2 separate regions of the Sus scrofa genome follow, and region 2 is linked to region 1. Evidence: chromatin contacts called from public promoter capture Hi-C data. All regions are on one chromosome and are shown on one strand. Each heading gives the region's core, a stretch centred on a gene start, on an enhancer-like site or on the middle of the called end of the contact. The rest is flanking DNA. Distances are from core to core; before and after follow the strand shown. Region 1 holds the start of PRKAB1 (protein kinase AMP-activated non-catalytic subunit beta 1). Region 2 holds the start of TAOK3 (serine/threonine-protein kinase TAO3).

What was found. Promoter capture Hi-C pulls out the DNA fragments that hold promoters and counts their contacts.
Region 2: a promoter capture Hi-C map of fetal skeletal muscle shows a contact between it and region 1, with 7 times the contacts expected there. The contact joins the promoter of TAOK3 here to the promoter of PRKAB1 in region 1. A contact is called at or near these places in 1 of 5 promoter capture datasets (fetal skeletal muscle), 1 of 47 Hi-C or Micro-C datasets (liver) and 1 of 2 datasets of contacts at active chromatin or transcription factors (alveolar macrophages).

The regions. Positions count from the first base shown.
Region 1 is chr14:33,215,313-33,222,289 of Sscrofa11.1, forward strand. It overlaps PRKAB1 (protein kinase AMP-activated non-catalytic subunit beta 1), which reads right to left and starts at 2,314. Exons shown (of 7, transcript NM_001243621.1): 1 at 1,779-2,314. The coding sequence starts at 1,937.
Region 2 is chr14:34,318,115-34,324,597 of Sscrofa11.1, forward strand. It overlaps TAOK3 (serine/threonine-protein kinase TAO3), which reads left to right and starts at 3,902. Exons shown (of 21, transcript XM_001924400.7): 1 at 3,902-4,216.

The DNA of each region.
Region 1 (6,977 bases), core at 1,064-3,563:
TCTGGAACAAGACAAATAAACCTGTTTAGCTCTGGGTGAAGTATATGTGGTTTTGGGTCTCTTACATTGTTCCTAGTCCAAAAACAAAGATGAAGAGAGCAGGAGCTGAGAGAGACTCTTATAGGTCTCAAGTAGGCTTCTAGTATCTTCGCTTCAAATACTGACCTGAGCTCACACAGAAGATACTTGCATTCTTTGAGTTTTCACAAGATCTACAGATTAAAGAATAACAGACTGGAATCACTTTACACTGAGGGTGTGATAACTAATCACAGCCAAAATGGTGAACTAGTGTAGTTAAAAGAATCCATGACTTTTTTTTTTTTAATCGGCATTCTATCCAATGTGTCTGCCTCATCATTTCATAACTTCTGAGGAAGTAGTAATGGAAATTATTTGAAATCATTCTTTACAGAGTATCCGTATGCCAAACATTTCTTGTAAGGTTTTAAAACAGCAGAAGAACAAGTGCTTCTTAAAGAAAATGGTTTGATTCTTAGGGTGTCTTAAATGGCTGCCCTTGGGCCATAATTACTTTTGGGGGAAGGGATGTCTAGTCATCGAAGAAACAGGATCCCAAAGTTCACTTTGCACACAGCAATGGAATGCAACAAATTCAGAAAGCAAGTTGAAACCACGGGCTGGAGGGCCAAGTAAAAGCAGACTCTTTAGAGTCAGCCTCAGAGCCAAGATCCAGGTGAGGACAAAAGACAATAACGTGACTCAGCCCAACATTTGAGAAAAAAAATCTGAGTACAGAAGGGATGAGTTACCAGGCAATTAGCCTAATGGACAGTGATGATTAACAAGCAAGCGGATGGTAACAGAATGCGTGTGTGTGGGGGAGGAGGGTCATCTTTTTCAAACTGACTTTGTTGCACTGCCCTTTAAGGAATTTTTTTTTTTTTTTTTTTTTTTTTTAAGGGTATACATATACCTATCAGCTGCTAGAATCACTAAATGTCCTTGGACTGGGCCCTGCCTTCTAGAAAGAGACCACATGATGCTTAGCAGGAAAGTAGCTGAAGCAGGAATGAAGATTTTTGTCTTCAGAGTTTTTTAAGAGTTAACAAGCCGACTGAGGCAGGATGCCCAAATGTGGCCTGCAAAAACATTTGCTTTGGCAAACATCAACATTAAACATTAAGTTTAAGTCATATTTAAACAACAGGAGAGAGAAGCTGAGTAGCAACTGGCTGCCTCCTTCAGACTAATACTTCACTTACTGACCTCCAGAAGTCAAATTACTTTTCTATGCCTGCTCTAAAGCGTGAACCACAAGTTTAGGCAACACTAAAGATCTCTGGGAACTGCGGTCAGCTGGTGAACACTACTATCACCTTACAGGTGTTCTGCCTTATCTCCAAAATTGAGGATAAACTGCAAAACTATTACAAAAAACGCCCGTGTGCATGAAAGTGGTAAAAGATTTCTCAAAGCTCTGAAATTAATTATACCTAAGAGAAAAGGAGCGACTAGAGCTCAATTACTGCTAACTCCACGATCTTAATTAATTAAGGATTTGAACCTGTCCCAGAGCTGCCTTTGCCTTAATGATGTTAAACGAAGTGAAATCCTCCTCCCTCGGGGTGACTTTGTCTTATCGATAATTCGACACAGGTTCCTGGGTTACTAAAAGGGCCATCTGGATTTTAAGTGCATAGTGTGAAGTATCACAGCTCTCTGACTTCTGATCATTAGGGGAATATGGCGGGAGGATCTAGTAGCTCTCAAAAGAAATTAAGGAGAAACGGATCCCTCCACCCCCATTACCTTACCTTAATTTCCTCGGAGTGGTAGAGGTCAGCGTCCTCAGGGCTGTCCATCAAGATTTTGGGCCGGTCCCCATCCTTGGAGCCCCCCGAACTGTCCCTTCGGGGAGTCTTGTGACCCCCTTGCCGGTCCAGCGCAGCGCGCTCACTGCTCGTATTACCCATCGCGGGGGTTTACGTGGACACCGGGAAGCCGGACCGAGCCTCTGCCCAGAGAAGGGACCGGGGACTCCCGGGACCTCCACCAGGACCCGGGAGAGTCGGAGCACCGGGTACCACACCCCTCAGAATAGGGTTCGAAGTTGGGATCCGGCCTGAATTTGGCCGGCAGGGCTGGCGAGGTCTCACAATCGCGCTTTACCTGCTCAATCAGCCGAGGGGAGAAGGGGAACCTACCAAGCTCCAAAGACAAGCCGACACTTAACCAACAACTCCCCCCACCTCTTAGGAACTTCCGCTTCCGGCACTTCCTCAAGTCGGCGGGGGCCACCGGGTGGGGGGTGGCTGCGCTCTGAGAAGAGCGCCAGGCAAACGGACCTCACTTCCGCTTCCGGTCTACGTCCGTGCGTTTACTAGCCCCAGACCGCCCCTGCGGGTTTCGGGGAGCGCTGTCGCAGTTGACCGCTCCGGCCGCCCGGGACGAGGCTGCTGAGGGCCGGCAGGGGGTGCTGAAGCGCGCCGGCCATGTGGGACGTCCTCCCCACGCTGGGATGAATGATGGTGTTAGATACCCTGGTTATCTTTGCCCACTTAAAGTTGATTCTTCCCTTTACAGCCAAAGGGGTCGTTCTAAAAGGCATATTTAGTTAAGCGATTCCTTAAAGATCTTTCATGTGCTCGCTCTCACACCTTTGAGTGTGTTAGAATCACCTGGAGTGCCTGTTTAAGATGCAGATTCACTTGCCCCTAATTCCTGGGAATTGTGATTCTGAAGCTCTGGCCTGGGATCTGCATTTTAATAAGCACACCAGGTGATTCTGATGCAAGTAGTCCTGCAGGTGTTTGAGATAATGACAGACCATAAGCTCTCTGGAAATTTCTCACATCTAGTATCTTGTGGGTGGGGGTGTGTGCATAAAAGGCAGGAGAAACACGGAGACAGAGTAAAGGAGAAAAAAGCTAGTTTTTATTGCTTTGCCAGGCAAACGAAGCTACAGCAGCCTAATCCCTTAAAGACTGTGCCATCCCTTGGGGGGAAATTGAAGGGAATTTTATAGTCTAAAAGGAGAAAAACAAGGTTCCAGATAAGAGACAGGATTCTTCTTACTTTGGGGGAATCTTGGTCATCAAAGTGGGAATCAGGAGATCTCGGCATGATCACCGTCTTCTGGGTTATTGCTGAGAATAACATTACTTGTGAAAAGGGCATATTGATCAGAGATTAGAACTAGGAAAGTTCCTGGAAAACATCACAGCTAATAATCTTTAACTCACAGGCAATTGTGTTCAGGGTGCCTAAACTTTAGTTTACAGGTGATTGTGTTTAGGATGAAATCAAGTGAGGGAGAAGCACAAGGAAGGGCTCTAAGGTGTTCAGTTTTAAAGTATTCATTTCCAAAGGAAGCATAAAGAATATAACTTTTCTCTTGGTATATAAGACGCCTGCATCATTATGTGTATCCCTTGAGAGGGAACCAGAATCCTGCCCCAAGGCTGTACCATTGTTGCTTGACTGATTCTCTCTTTGTCTCTCCTTCCTTCCCTGATCAGTAGGTGTCTGAACCTGCCCCTTGGAACTCAGGGAAGGCCAACAAGGCTGAATGAGGCACATTTCATAAAAACAAGAAATTGGGGACACAGAAAAGTTTTTGTGCCTATGAGCCCCACAGGGCCCTGCTTGGTTACATTATTAATGTATTTTCAAAAAACTGAGGGGTGCACAACCTTTTGATAGGCAGTTTTGCAAGATATTTAAAAATCACTTTGAACACATCATTCTACACAAAATGCATTTATTTATTAGTGTTTGTCATTTACTACGGCCAGTCCTTCAGCAAAGAGTGTGTATACATATGGTACTAAAATATTCTAATCTTCTCATTTGTTAGTCACTGTTAGATTTTTTTTTTTTTTGTTATTGGCAGTATGTGTGTGTGTGTGTTTGCATGTGGAGTATTTCAAAATTCTTTGCATTTGCTGCGCCTAGTCATGCATTTTGTCCACTGAACATTTATTTGGTACCTACAAAATGCCAGACATGTGTGAAGTAAATGGAAGACACAGATTATTAAGATATGGCCTCCTGGAGGAGAGTTTAGCAGTATTTATCAAAAAACACAGGAGTTTCCATCGTGGCGCAGCCAAAACAAATCCGACTAGGAACCATGAGGTCCCTGGTTCTATCCCTGGTCTCACTCAGTGGGTTAAGGACCCGGCATTGCCATGAGCTATGGTGTAGGTCCAAGACATGGCTTGGATCCTGCATTGCTATGGCTGTGGCGTAGGCCGGCAGCTGCAGCTCCGCTTAACCCCTAGCCTGGGAACCTCCATATGCCATGGGTGCGGCCCTAAAAAGACAAAAATAAAATAAAAAACACACCTTCATTCTGGTGCACAATTTTATGGCTAGGGAATATCTACAGAAATACACATGTGAAAATTATATGCAAACATGTTTATTTGCAGCCTCATTTCTAATAATATGTTAATTCTCACATGCACATTTTGATCTCTCTGAAACAGGATGCTTCTTACAATCAATGGAATCTTAGATTTGATGAAATGAGGAAATGAGAAGCTGCAGAATTCTAAAAAGTTTGTCAGTAGAATAGCTAAATGAATTAAATACATTCATTTTTATGGACTAACGAGCAACTTTTAAAAGAGAGGATAGGGAGTTCTTGTCGTGGCTCAGTGGAAGCAAATATGACTAGTATCCATGAGGACACAGGTTTGATCCCTGGCCTCCCTCAGTGGGTTAAGGATCCGGCATTGCCATGAGCTGTGGTATAGGTTGTAGATGCAGCTCAGATCCTGTGTTGCTATGGCTGTGGTGCAGGCCGGCAGCTGTAGCTCCGATTGGACCCCTAGCCTGGGAAACTCCATATACTGTGAGTACAGCCCTAAAAAGCCAAAAAAAAAAAAAGGGGGGGGTGGGCTAGGATATAGAATTATGTGGCAACTATGGAGAAATGTCTATGAAATTCCAAATCCCAAAGCAAGGGGCAGAACAGGAAGTTAACAACCTGAGCTCAGAATCAGCCTGCCTGGGTTCAAATTCTGGCCTTGCCACTTAAAAACTGTCACCTGGTTTCTTCTTTTGTGACATGGGGAATAAAACTAACACCTAGGCTTGTTTTGTGATTTAATTGAGAACCTGTATGAAAAGCACCTGACCCTTAGTAACCACTTAATAAACATTAGCCCTTTCCTTAGCATCATTAGGCTTGCAAATAGGAAGTTCTGGAAAGATATACAACAGGCTGTTAATAGTGGTCCCCTCTTAGAAGAGGAGTTGATTGGAAACAGGGGCAGATAGGGGATTTTCACTTTTTAGCTTTCTGTTTGAAAATATTTCTACTATGAGGCTCTACTACTTTTGTAATTTAAAAACATTCTTAAAAAATACAAAAACAGAGTTCCCATAGTGGCTCAGTGAACTGGACTATGTATGAACTGGACTAGTATCCATGAAGACTCAGGCTTGATCCCTGGCCTCACTCAGTGGGTTAAGGATCCAGCAGTACCGTGAGATGTGGCTTGGATCCCGAGTTGCTGTGGCTGTGGTGTAGGCCAGCGGCTGCAGCTCCAATTTGACCCCTAGCCTGGGAACTTGCATAAGCCATGGTGCGGCCGTTTAAAAAAAAAAAAAAGGAATCTATAGGATAGAGATGGAAGCAGACTCATAGAAAGGCAGCAATACAGGTAAACAAGAGATTCTAGGGAAGCTTGAACAGGATTTAAGCCAGGCCAGTGGATAACCCAGAATACATTCTATGATCTGTTTTTATTGCTCACAATAGGCGATGAAGAAACCATAGATATAAATACATTGATCTTTGGGTTCTTCCCCAAATAACATGAGAGATAAGGAAGAACAAGATAAGGTGAGTCGTGGACCACTAATCTGAACTATGCAAATGCTTTAATGCCTAAAGAAAATTTCAAGACTTCTACTCTGGTTTGAATAAGATAGTGATAGCCTAAGGTTTTCAACCAGTGAGAAAGCCCAGTAACTGGGATTGTATAGGTGTGCCCTGTGCAGGGGTGCCTACACTAGGAGGGAAGTAGGTCCTGAGGTTCCATCTGCCTGGAGGAATGAATGCCTTTTTCTAATTCGTACAAATGCAGCCATATGGATGAACAGTGGTCCTGGCCTCTCTCCAAAAGAAACATCTGAGCATGAGAACCAGAGGTAGCTATGTAAGATCTCTTCCTACTTAGCGTGTCTAACACACAAGACAGTAGGGATAAGAAACACCGAAATTTCAGAAAGGACCATTTTTGCCTTCAGTGAGCTCATTAAAAAAAGTTTGTGTCTATTATTGCACTATATGAAAGCAGATATAGATGGATTTACATCAAATTTGGAGGAAAAAATTTGGGACAGTCTGGCTTATAATGCTACACTATGTTCTCAAAACTGACTCTGGGGCATATTCAGGGAGATCTCAAAGAGATAAAGTTGAGTACAATAAGGTGTCTGTAACTGCTGAAGGAGGAGTCTTGCCACATTGTATTAAGAATTCATGGGGAGTTCCCTCTGTGGTACAGTGGGTTTTGGTCTAAAGATAATGAAGGAAAGTGTGACAATTCCTAGCAAAATTTAAATGGTCCTCACCCTTTGATTCAAACATTTTACTTCTAGGAATTTAACCAACAGATATACTTATGCACGAGCAAAATGATGAAAGACAGAGTCATCCATTGCAGTATTTGCATATGTGCAAGAGGAAACCGTTGGACACAGCCTATGTGTCCACCAGTAGAGGATGGGCTAAATAAATCATGACATAGCCATGCAATGGCAAGCCATATAGCCTTAAAAAAATGAGGAAATGCTATACACTGACATGAATCAATATCCAAGGTATATCAATAAGGAGGAGAAAAATAGTGCAGAAATTATCAAAACATTGTAAATCAACTATATTTCAATAAAATTTTTTAAAATGAAAAAAAAAAGTACGAAAAAAGAGTATGGTGCAGAACAGGGCGTCAAAGTATGCTAACACTTAGAGGGAGAAGAGAAAGAAGACATGTGTT
Region 2 (6,483 bases), core at 2,652-5,151, 1.1 Mb after region 1:
CAGTTGAGCAAGTGGAGTATTTGCCTGCAGAAAGTTAATTAGGCTAAGACAGGAAGGTGCTTGCTGGTAATTTAGAAAACAAGCGCGTTGAATATCTGCATGAATCAGTTTATCTGATTACCTCTGAGTAGGAGACACTTGCTTAGTGAAAAAATTAAGGATGTCTCTTGTCTATTTGGGTGTAGCAAGAAAAGCGATAGAAGGGCCCAGAGATGTTTAATGGTTTGTCCAAAGTAACCCCACTCCTTACTATGCTGCGCCCAAATCTCCATACAAAAAGTATCTTAAAAAATTACTGGATTTCCCGTCATGGCGCAGTGGTTAACGAATCCAACTAGGAACCATGAGGTTGCAGGTTCGATCCCTGGCCTCTCTCAGTGGGTTAAGGATCCAGCATTGCCATGAGCTGTGGTCTAGGTTGCAGATGCGGCTCAGATCCCGCGTTGCTGTGGCTTTGGCGTAGGCCGGCAGCTACAGCTCCGATTAGACCCCTAGCCTGGGAACCTCCATATGCCGCAGGAAGCGGCCCTAGAAAAGGCAAAAAGGCAAAAAGACAAAAAAAAAAAAAAAAAAAAAAAAAAAAAAAAGAATTCCTGCTGTGGCAAAACAGGATCAGCTCCATCTCTGTAGTGCTGGGATGCAGGTTCAATCCCCAGCTCAGCATAGTAGATGAAGGCTCTGGTGTTGCTTGCAGCACACGTTGCAACTGCAGCTGGGATCTGATCGCCAGCCAGGGAACTCTCACATGCCCTGGGGAGGCCAAAAAAAGGGGGAAAAAAAATTAACTTGCAGTAAAGTTGAACACAGATGTAAAAGCCAGGATGTAACCCAATATTCTCACTCTCAGATGCTTTGTGACCAAAAGTACCTCTGAATTGGCCCCCACAGAGTCTTCTCACTGTGAAAAAATTTATTCTCATCACATTTACTTATTTATTTGCTTTTTAGGGCCACGCCCATGGTATATGGAGGTTCCCAGGCTAAGGGTTGAATCAGAGGTGTAGTAGCCGCTGGCCTACGCCACAGCCACTGCAACACAGGATCCGAGCTGAGATTGCAACCTACACTACACCTCACAGCAACACTGGATCCTTAACCCCACACTGAGCAAGGTCAGGGATTGAACCTGTGTCCTCATGGATGTTAAGTTCGTTAACCACTGAGCCACAATGGGAACTCATCCCATTTATTTTAATATTTCTTATTTTCTACCTTGTTATAATTAAAATCTTGGTTCTGCTTATAAGGGATTCTTCCTCCCAACAAAACACAAGAATTTTCAGAATGGAATGTTGCAATGTCTTTCCAGGAGTTCAGAAAGCTTCTGAACCTCCTTCTAAATAAGAGTCATTCTCATGGCTCCCTGTAGGTCCACCATCCATATTTAAACTAGAATTTCAAAACTGTCTCTTGTCCAAAGGATGAAGTCATTTTCTTTTTTATGCTGTTAGGTCATGTCTAAATTATTTGTAATCAACTATATTGAGCAACTTAGTGTTTCCATCAGTAGCAATAATCAGAGACCAAAAATGCACCAACATTTTAGAAATAAGAGTTCACTGATAGAATGTTATAACAAATAAAAAAAGGTGGTGGGTTATCTTTCCTATTTGGTTTTCTTTCCTTTCAAGACACTGGCATGTTTACCTTGTGTATGTTTTACTTTTCTTCTTTTTTTATTTATTACCTTTTATAAGGCCGCACCTGTAGCATATCAAAGTTCCTGGCCTCAGGGTCAAATTGGAGCTGCAGCTGAAGCCTATGTCACAGCCACAGCCACAGCCACACTGGATCCCAATAGCATGTGCAACCTATGACACAGCTTACAGCAACACCAGATCCTTAATCCACTGAGAGAGGCCAGGGATCAAGCCCAAATCCTCAGGAACAGTATGTCAGTTTCTTAACTGGCTGAGCCACAAAGAGAACTCCCTTTACTTGTCTTCTTGATTGCAAATAACATCTGTCAATGATCATGAACTTCTTTTCTATATGAATAGAGAGAACTGAACACTTGGATTATGAAAACTTACCCAATTTCTTCTATCCTTACTGCATTTGGTATGATGAGCTCTTAATAAATACTCTGTAGAGGGGGACCTAGTAAAAAAAAATTCTCTCATGACTTTAGTCTCACCCAACTTTTATAGTTACCTAATATGATTATGGACAGTGTTCCTCTAGGCCTATAAAAACCAAGTTCCCTCAAAACCAAGTTTTACCACCTAGAAATCTCTTTGCATCCCTTTCCATAATGGCACTCGGTCACACTCTTCAGGAGACATCCACATTTGAATTCATCTGAAAGGAAATCCTGCCAGCCCCTTTCCACAGGCCCTCTGTACACCCCCTAACACTCAAAAAACTGAAATTTTAAGGGGAAGCATCTTAATTGGAACGGATATGATTTTAAAACACTAGGGAAAACATGAATAGTATTTTGAACACAAATTTTGATAGCAAGAGTTTAGAAAGAGTTGATGATGGAGAGGTTTCTAAGAGTGAAGTCCTGAATGTATCTGACAAGGCTTAGGAACAAACTGTGTTCCTGAAATGAAACGATTTCTTCACAAAATGCTAAATTCTCAAAGCCCCTAAGTTTTAGGGTTTGGGGTGAAGGCAGCAGTTTTCAGTTTCCAGTATTAGTTCAACATATGTTTCACAAAAATATAAAGTATGGCTCTGAATTAAAACATGCACTTTCACCCCTGGCAAGCACAATGTTTCAGTTTGGGTCAAGATGGGTCTCTGGTTATCACCAGTAGCACTTAGGTCAAAGTTCATTATACTTTGGCCATTAGTTACCGCAAAAATCATAAAATCATTTCACAGGGCCCTGAGAAAAAATATGTTGAAGAGGTTTGCTGAAGCCTCCCTGAAGGGTTCCCCTACCAAACAGTTCCTGTTCCTAGTTTTTTTTTTTTTTTTTTTTTTTAGGGCCACACCAGCAGCCTATGAAAGTTTCTGGGCTAGGGGTCCAATCGGAGCTACAGTTGCTGGCCTACACCACAGCCACAGCAATGCCAGATCCTAGCCGCATCTGTGAACCTACACTACAGCTCATGGCAATGCCAAATTCTTAGCCCACTGAGCAAGGCCAGGGATCAAACCCAAATTCTCATGGTTCCTAGTCGGGTTCATTAACTGTTGAGCCACGACGGAAACTCCCTTACTTGTAATTATTATCATAACCCTCAAACTGAGTATTTCTTAACTTTGGTCTTGTAACTATGAAAACGCTCCCTGACAGTGCTAAATGCCTAGTTGTGCATACTATGCATCTAGGAGGTAGATTTTTTTTTCCCATCAACATCATTATACTGATGTCTGCGGAATGCAATGTAAGGAAGTGTAACTCCCTTGCCAAAGATATAAAAGCGGTTAAATACAGGAAACGTTCACAAGTCCTGAGTGAATAATTGCTGTTATCGATTTACGGCAGAATTATTTAGAAAGCTGTGCCAGGTCTAACGGGGAAATCGGGACCGCCTTAAAGGCTCTCGCATGGTGGTCTCCCAGAGTCCCAAGGGGCCTTGGCCTCTGGGAGTCTCCCCAGAAAAATAAAGGCTCAGAGGGGAGTGCCATGAACTTTGACCCCAACACAGCGCAAACAAGGACGACCGCACCCGAGGCGGGCCAGTGGGTGAGTGAAGTTGCAAGGTCTTCCGCGTCTGAGGAAACCCCGCCCCTCCCGGTCCCGCCCACATTCAACTCCGCCAATCCTCAAGCACCATCGACAGCTCTGCTTCCAAGGCACCTCCAATCAAGTACCTATATCTGGCCCTAAGTCTGTGCCCCGCGATCAGGGAAGGTCAGTAGAGAGCCTATTGGAGCCTGGCTGGGGGCGTGGTCAGGGGCAGGGGGCGGGCGGACTTGGGACGGCGGGGCGGAGCGCGCTCGGCGCAGTCGGGTGCGATTGGCCATCCCTGGCAGGAGCCGCACCTCGGACAGCAGCAGCGGCTGCAGCGGGAGGGTCCGTGTGGCGCCCAGGGGCGGCGGCGGCGGCGGCGGCGGCGGCGGTGGGGTCCTGCGTGCAAGAGTGGCACCCGACGCGGAAACCGCGAGCGGAGGCTCTGCGCAGCCGGACCCGTAGCTTACCGACCGGACCTGGGGATCTTCCCGGGAACAAGCGGCAGAAGAGCGATTCGGGAACAAGTGTGGGAGAGGAAGCGGCGGCGGCGACGCCGGGCCCCGGGGTGGTGACAGCAGGTCTGAGGTGAGAGCACCGGGGCGCAGGGAGGTGACAGTGAGCCGGGGCGAAGGAACTCAGGGCGGAGTGGGGTCGGCGAGGGACCGAGTGAGGGAGTTTCGGCAGCGGGTTTGACAGTTCTGGCTGAGGAGTCTCGGAGAGGGGCCGCCCCGCGTTTCTGAGAGGAGGACCCTGAGAGGGCTTGGGACATCGGGTGTGGTGGAAGGGGACCCGAGAGAGGCCGGGACAGCGGACCAGAGGGGGGGCCCTGAGGGGAAATGGAACGATGGGTCTGAGGGGAGACCTCAAGAGGGACCGGAACAGTGCGTCTGAGGGGAGACCCCAAGAGGGACCGGGATAGAGAGACTCAAGGGAAGGGTCCCTGAAATGGGCCAGGACAGCGGGTCTGAGCCGCAAGGGGACCCCGAGAGGGCTTGAGGCAGCAGGTGTGATGGGGGACTCCGAGAGGGACTGGGGCAGTGGCTGTGACGTGAGGCGCACCCCGAGGGGGCTGGGACCCAGGTCTGAGTTGGGACCCGGGGGCTACCCGTGGAGGCGCGGCCCAGCCCCTCGTGGGTGACTATAGGGGCCTGGGTCCCGGTCGCGGCGCCAGGCGAGTCGGGGCAGCTGGCCGCCGCTCCCCGGGTGCAGTCAGCCGAGCTTCCTAAGGGCGGAGTGGGAGACTGGGGGCCGCCTGAGCCCCCGTGACTCTGTGGGAGACTCTGGGGAACGGGGATTATGTAATGAGCCGTCTCCTACTCTAACGCGCAGGCTGGAGGGTCGGGCCGAAGCATAGGAATCTTGGAAAGGGCTGGAGCGAGGGACCGCCGGACCTCTGCTCGCTGGCCCCCTGGCTTCGCGTTTGTTTCTCCGAGTTGGGCGTGGATGCCTTGAAAGTGAAGCTTCCTGACCTCGATAGCTTCATCAGAAAGTGAAAAGTTGGAAAGGGCTTCTTTAACTCTCCACAAACCAGTGGCAAGGGAAAGGGACCCTTTTGGAGATCCAGGTTTTGGACTGGTGAGGCTGTTTTGATAGACTCTTGTCTTTCTCACTTTCAACTAAGCAAGGAGCTGACAAACTTACTCAGGTTTGTCAGCACATCAGTATCAGTGTTTACGATGCAGACTTACAGGAACTGCATACTAAGTTTCACTGTTTATCTTCGTGTGTTGGAAAGACATTTGGAAGGTCAAACTAAATTTTGAAAAGAGGTATTGGAGTCGCTAAACTAACAGCATTTTCCAATTAGATTCTTCATCCTGAAAAGCCACCAGGACTGAGCTTTAGGCGTAATTCTGGGACAAGCTGAAAGAGAAAAGCCTATTTAAACCAGACACTTTATGCCCTGGTGGGAGGCAAGTGTGTGTCTATTAAAATGCTGAAACAAACAGTGGAAAGCAATGGGGGGTGGGAATTGGGGTGCAGCCTCCTACCTTGATGGATGTGAAAATTAATGACGGGGCTAGTTGTTCAGAGTATTTAGGATATGTTAATACCGCCCTGACTACCTTTCTAATATTCTCCTGAATGCACATGCTTTGTTATGGTTGTACTCTGCAGTTTGGCATTTGAATTTTTAACCTCTTTTTCTCTATTGGTGTGTTGCTTCTCCTCACCCCTTATCTTTGTGACGGGTTCTTTTTTCACGGAAGCAGACTTAGAAAATGATGGTTTGGGGAAAATACCAGGAGATGTAATTACTCTATCATTTTGTAGTTATTTAGATATCTTCTTTGTTTCAGGTTTATAATACTGTCTTATTAGAAGCCTTTGCCCATGTTCAGTAATGTGCAGCTTCCACTAAGGGGAAGAAAGAAATGTTGTATTATTTCCCAAAGACATAATGTAGAAGGCTTACATTGAACTGCCTATTTAAAACCCAAGACAAAAAATACTGAAGGCATCTTACATCAGGGTGATAATAAGTAGAGGGAATGTGTCATTTGAGGAATTTTATTTAATATTACCTGATACAGAACAGTTCTTATATGCTCTCAAGGAGTGTGGAGCTTGATGTGGTTATGAAAATTCCACCCACTAGACCTCCTTCCCTAAGAAACAGAAATTATGGAGATGAGAGGAACAATAACAGGAAATACACAAATACAAACTTAAAATATGAGACACTATATTTAAGATGTGTTAAGTGTAACTTTTTTACATTACATTTATTTTTCCAGAACCCTAGGTAGAATTCAAGTAAAAATAAGGTCACTGAACTCAAGAGGTTATTTGCAAGGAGCATATGTGTTCCTTATTGTAGTGCATGTAACAGGTGAAATGGTCTTTGAAAG